2 separate regions of the Mus musculus genome follow, and region 2 is linked to region 1. Evidence: chromatin contacts called from public Hi-C data. All regions are on one chromosome and are shown on one strand. The core of a region is the stretch at or near the end of the contact, and the rest is flanking DNA. Distances in the headings are between cores, read along the strand shown. Region 1 overlaps Dgkb (diacylglycerol kinase, beta). Region 2 overlaps Gm34923 (a long non-coding RNA gene).

Evidence for each region. Hi-C and Micro-C count contacts between places; a contact is called where the count stands out from the background.
Region 2: a Hi-C map of cerebellar granule neurons shows a contact between it and region 1, with 4 times the contacts expected there. The contact joins two enhancer-like sites.

The regions. Positions count from the first base shown.
Region 1 is chr12:38,562,992-38,565,791 of GRCm38.p6, forward strand. All of the region lies in intron 23 of Dgkb (diacylglycerol kinase, beta), which reads left to right. All of the region lies in intron 4 of 4930428E07Rik (RIKEN cDNA 4930428E07 gene), which reads right to left. Among named protein-coding and RNA genes, the nearest start is that of 4930428E07Rik, 50 kb to the right of the region's middle. Within about 2 kb of position 1,465, at least 1 of the 459 cell types and tissues checked has an H3K27ac peak or open chromatin away from gene starts, as enhancers often do. A contact at or near this core is called in cerebellar granule neurons, where this site is marked.
Region 2 is chr12:39,491,905-39,494,704 of GRCm38.p6, forward strand. The region is part of intron 2 of Gm34923 (a long non-coding RNA gene); the gene reads right to left. Among named protein-coding and RNA genes, the nearest start is that of Gm24069, 32 kb to the left of the region's middle. Within about 2 kb of position 1,392, at least 4 of the 459 cell types and tissues checked have an H3K27ac peak or open chromatin away from gene starts, as enhancers often do. A contact at or near this core is called in cerebellar granule neurons, where this site is marked.

The DNA.
Region 1 (2,800 bases), core at 215-2,714:
TAATCAATCTTGGCAAAACTTTTCTGGTTACATTTTTAAAATTAATTTTATAAGTATGATTTTCTATGTTTATGAATTTGCACATGTCCATGGGTTCCTGAAAAGCACAAAGACACTATATCCCTGTATCAGGAGTAATTGGCGATTGTAAGTGGATGCTGGAAACTCATCTCAGCCTCCCTTAAGAACAGTATGCACTCTTAAACACTGAGCCATCTTTCTAGACCTTTCTGGTTACTTTTGATTTCAGTTACATTTTTTTTTCTTTTCTACTGGGTGCTTTTGTTACACAGTTTGGCTTTTGCTCATAGTTATGTGTAGACTCTTGAGAAATGTTTTAAAATATGAACATTTAGCTACTCTAAATGCTTCAGAAAAGAAGGTAGTCAAAAAGAATTGTTCTAAGTTTGAGTTAAGCTGTTTCCATAGTGCTATGTGTGTATGAAGACGTGGGGCATAGGCCTTGCACAGTGGCCATTTCTAGACAGAAGCTCATCTGGCTCAAGAAGAAAGTATTCTATAAAGTACAGAGTATAATGGACTATGGGTCAGAAAATCTGCACTGTAGCTCTGGGTACCAAACAGCACACCATTTCTAGTGTCCTTTTATAGCACATATGGATGCCATCTTTCTTATTTTTCAAATGAGTTTCTTATTGTTGTTGTTGTTGTTTATTTTCTGTTTGTTTGAAGAGGTGCTTTCTTATTGTACATCTTGTTTTATTTTGGTTTTGAAGATATTCTCACTAAATAATTCTAACTGGCCTGGAGTTCACTGTATAAACTGAGCTGGATTGGAATCCTCAGAGATCTGCATACCTTTGCCTCCAAGGAACTAGGATTAATATCATGAGCCACGTAACTACAAAATCTCTTTCTTAACAGGAGCTATCAGTTGCAGGAAGTAGATTTAAAAGTTTATGATTTTATGTAAATTTTAAAAGGTAGAAGTTTTATCCTCAACCATCACAAACCTGTATTCCAACTTCACAACTTTCATATGTTTGATTCAGTTCACGGAACTAGAAACCGATGAATATCTTCAGAGTTACCTCAAAATTTTTGACTTGGACATAGTGATATCTAAAATTTAGTTTCATATATGTATGTATCAATATCATAGAAAATAATGACTATTCTCCTTATAAAAATCTGGATTTGTAATCTTTCTTTAAGAAAAATTCCCATAAGACTAAAATTTTAAAACGGAAGCTATGAATGCCAGTAAAAATAGTTCATCGTTAAAGCTGTGTATAACTGTTTTCCTTTTAAGAAATAGATATTAAACCCACTTTTTTCTTTATCCATTTGTGTTTTTCACATTTTAAACCTAAATAATGTGCATGCCTTTAAAAACTCTTAGAGTTAGAAGGAGCAAAAATATCTATTTTTCTTTCATATAATCCTCTTAACATGAACATGCCAGATGGTGCTTCATATCAGGTCAGAAATAATGAAGGAATCTGGCTTTAAATCTAAGAATCAGGGTGTTGGGGGAGGACTGAGTAACTAAAGATTACATATTTATAATAGCATTTCCCCCGAAACCCAGCCATTTGTATGAATTTCTGATGTGCTTCTGTCTGAGCCTGTGGATTTATTTTTACTTATTTCATCTCTATTATATCCTCATCTTGGGATTCTGAAAGGTTGTTTATGATGTGCTTGGTATTTTTTTTTCAGTTCTTAGGTAACCCTGGCTGAGTAACCATCCATCCTGCAGATCTTTCAAACTGCAGCAGATCAAGTAGCAACTCCTAGAAAAGGAGAAAGGAAAAGTCTATCAACTGTAGAAGAGACCAGTGTTTGCAAATTGGTTTTAGGCAAACTAATTATAAGGCTGAAAATCTGAGTTTTTTTTTTCCTAAGAAATAAATTTCTTCTTTGAAACAAAATAGTATAATTTATAGTCATAATCATTTATTATATTTAAAGAATAAATTTAGATTTTTTCTTACAGAGAAAGCAAAGATTTGAACATTAATTAATCCGATAATTTATTCTTATTATATCCATTCCTAAGTATTCTCACTTCCTCTCTAATAGATCACATGATAGTTTTACTTACTTAACTGATTAAAATATTTGAGAATATTCTGTTGGTTGGTCTCTTTATAATTTCTATATACAGTGATAATCTTGTACCATTTCCCTGAGTGGATCTAAGCTATAGGAAAAGGGATAGATACGCCCTGAATATATATAGAAAAAAATTTAAAACCCTCTTATTGGTTCTTTGTGAATTTCACACCACGACGCAATCCTGTTCATTTCCCTTTCTGCAGTACCTGCCCTCCATGTTTGTATCCTCTGCCTCAACAGTGGGGGCTAGGGTGGGGGGAATCTCCTTGTGGAAGTTGTAGTGTGGCACAGTGTGTTACACAGTATACCCTTTTGTCCACCCTTCTTTGCTTGCAAATGTTCATTGCAATAACTCCTTGGTCTGGCAAGAGGTCTTTGGTTTCTGCTACTCTATCAATATTGGAATCTCACTTGGACTCTTCTTGAATACGCTGTTGTTGAGCTGTGTCATGGAGATCCTGTAGTTTTGGATCTGTAGGATTGGCTCCTTCATGTATTCTAGCAGTTCATTGGTGGGGGTAGATGTTGAGATGGGAAAATTCAAAGCCCTCTGAGCCCCAGAGATATCTGAGTTAGTCAGCCTGCAACTCTCTTAACTCTCATGCCCTTGGCATCATCTCACCAGCAATCACCACAACCAGGACCTATTCTACCCTGCTGCCCAGGTGAGAGACAGGGCCCACTTTCACTGTTGCAGTTGGTGACAGACACAACCACT
Region 2 (2,800 bases), core at 142-2,641, 930 kb after region 1:
CTCGAGTTTTTGCTCCCACCATTTAGTCTTTCCAGATATGTGCGACACCTCTCTGTCACTAACAGTGACTTCCTGAGAAGCACTGTAATGAGTGTGAGTGGCACTAGCTATACTGGGAACCCCCAGTATCCACAGAAGACTGCACACAAGTGTGTGTTACTCCATTTCCAAGGAACCTGACATCCTTTTCTGGCCTCTGCACACATGCAACATTCACACACACACACACACACACACACACACACACACACACTTGGCGGGGAGGGGGGGAAGGGAAGAAGGGAGAGAGGAAGGAAGGAAATTTTAAAAGAACATAAAAACAATAAAGGATTAACCTTAAAATATTTAGCAAAAAAAAAAAACCTGACATTTTAGGGAAGTTTTGTGAAGATTAGAAAAAAACAAAAACAAAAACAAAACAGTCTAATATGAGAGTGAAGGCTTAAGTTTCTGAGACCCATTCCCATGAGTGTGCACATATAAGGTCTTGAGAGAATAAAGTTTAACTTTGGTTTTTACATGGTCTATGTCATGGTAGGAAACTGAATTTTCAAGCATCCTGAATGAATACTTAGTCAATAAATAAGTTGTTTTGTAGGCTTTATACAGAACACTGGAAATACAGTGAGAAAGTTAAAAAAAAAAAAAGTTACAGGTTTCCATACAGTTGGTGCACATTGTCTGCTCTGGCACCTAAGGACATCCCTATGTATGCTCTCACTGACCCTGTGCACAGATATTCTGGACCACAATATTACACACAAGTGCTACAACACACAGATCGCATTTCTACCACAGGACAGTTTCCAAACCTGAATACTCTGCAAACGAAAGTCACAATATATGAAAGCATAATCTTTCTGGTTCTATCTGATAGATCTGTGTTAAAATAAAATGACAAATAATCTTACCACATGATTTTGACACATGAAAGTCATAGATTTTTTTTTTTTTTTTTGTAATTTAGCAACAACAAATAATACTAGGTGCTATCTTTTTGCAGAACTCATCAGACATTTAGGAACATTTAGCCTAATGCAATTCTGCTTTTCTCTATGATATTACATCTGTAAAGTTACTAAGTTCTTAACAACAACAACAAAAATTAAGCAAAATCTGAATAGAAAAAAATAACATATACTAGAATATAGGTAAAAAATATGAAACCTTTATAATTAAATATCATTTGAAACAATTGATAACTTCAAGGCTTTTTTTTAGTACAGAGGCTTTTTGGTGGCATTTAATAAAGAGAAAAACCAAGGGAAACAACACACGACTACTGGTATAGTTGAGACGCTTAAGCAACTTTGACTGTGGTGCATACATATGGTGTTATGCTTTGAGGAACACTGAATTATCTTGGCAGGAGTTACTTTTCCATTCTTGGACAATAACACTGGAACAACTTCCCAAAACATGCAGCATCTCCTGGCACGCACACCCCGTCCGTCTGCCCATTTGTTCACAGAGATTCTTTCTCTTTTCCTGCAGAAATGAGTTGCCCGTGTAGAGATGAAAACAGTGGACCAACAGAACCAGAATTAGGGCTTGCAAGAGCATCCTCCATTTAGGTCGACTGCATCTCTGTCATCGACTGACAAGTTTTTTACATGATTTCTAAAACCTCTGCCAGTACAATGCTCTTGTCACACTTACATTTCTCTAATTTTCCATAACTGATCAAAAATTGGTAAAACTTCATCCATGAAGGTTAGGGAATGTTATCTCAGTGCCATTTAAAATACTTTGAACAGTGCTTTCCTTCACAACTGCCATTAAAATAGCATGGGCCTACAAGAGTTCGATCCCACCCTTCTCATTCTGGGCACTGTGTTAATTTCCCCCCATTCAGCTATTCCAATATAACAAATGGGCTTTATCTCCTTGGATCAGCTCCTTCCTCTAATGCAGACAACTTAATGGATTTTAGGTCTAAATAGAGTATGGCTCGTTTCTGAGTATTAATTTCAACTTTAGTTATTGTAGAAATTATGTCCTCTCATGACGTGAACGACGCTGACCACTAAAACAGAGTGGCCTAATATATAACCCAAATTAGCAAATTTTGCCTAGGCAGCAAAGTTTAGTTGGCTCTAGTTTCCCTCTTGACAGGTCATTTTCAAAGCAAGTTCCCCATCTACTGGCAGGTCCCCATCATGGTTCTATCTTCCCATTGCTAATTTACTATATGCATTCGAGTAATATCTTTAAAAACAGTTAATTTTCTCTTCTCATCCCACTCTATGTCATGGATGCATGTCAGGTTTATTTTCTCTGTTAATGTATGAATTTGACACCTTCAAATAGTCAAAAGAGAATTCACTTTTGATTGTTGTTGGAATAAAAACAAAGGAGAATACTGGACATAAAAAGCTGCCTGTAAATTATAAACATGTTGTTAGTAACATACAAAGGGAGGCAAAAATTGCTTGCACAGGTTCCCTTTATTGTAGAACTGTACCAAGGAACATAATGGGTTTCCCTGTACTTAAAGCCATTTGTAGGGTGTAGGCCCTCATTCATGTTTCTCATCCAGTATTTGAAGATGGCCTCAGGGTGATATTTCTCACCTAGATGTACCATTTGATTAGGATCATCTTAGCCTCCTTTTCTACCCACTGTTACCACTAAAATATCCTCTTACAGTTGTCCCAGTGGTTCCTCTCTTGTTTTCTACTAATGCATAGGTCCTTATAGAATTACTGGATAAAAAAGGTATATCATTGTCCATGAAAATATTAAGCATTAGTGGAGATTGTATGAAAGTGTTTGTTATTATCACACAACTCTGTCCACC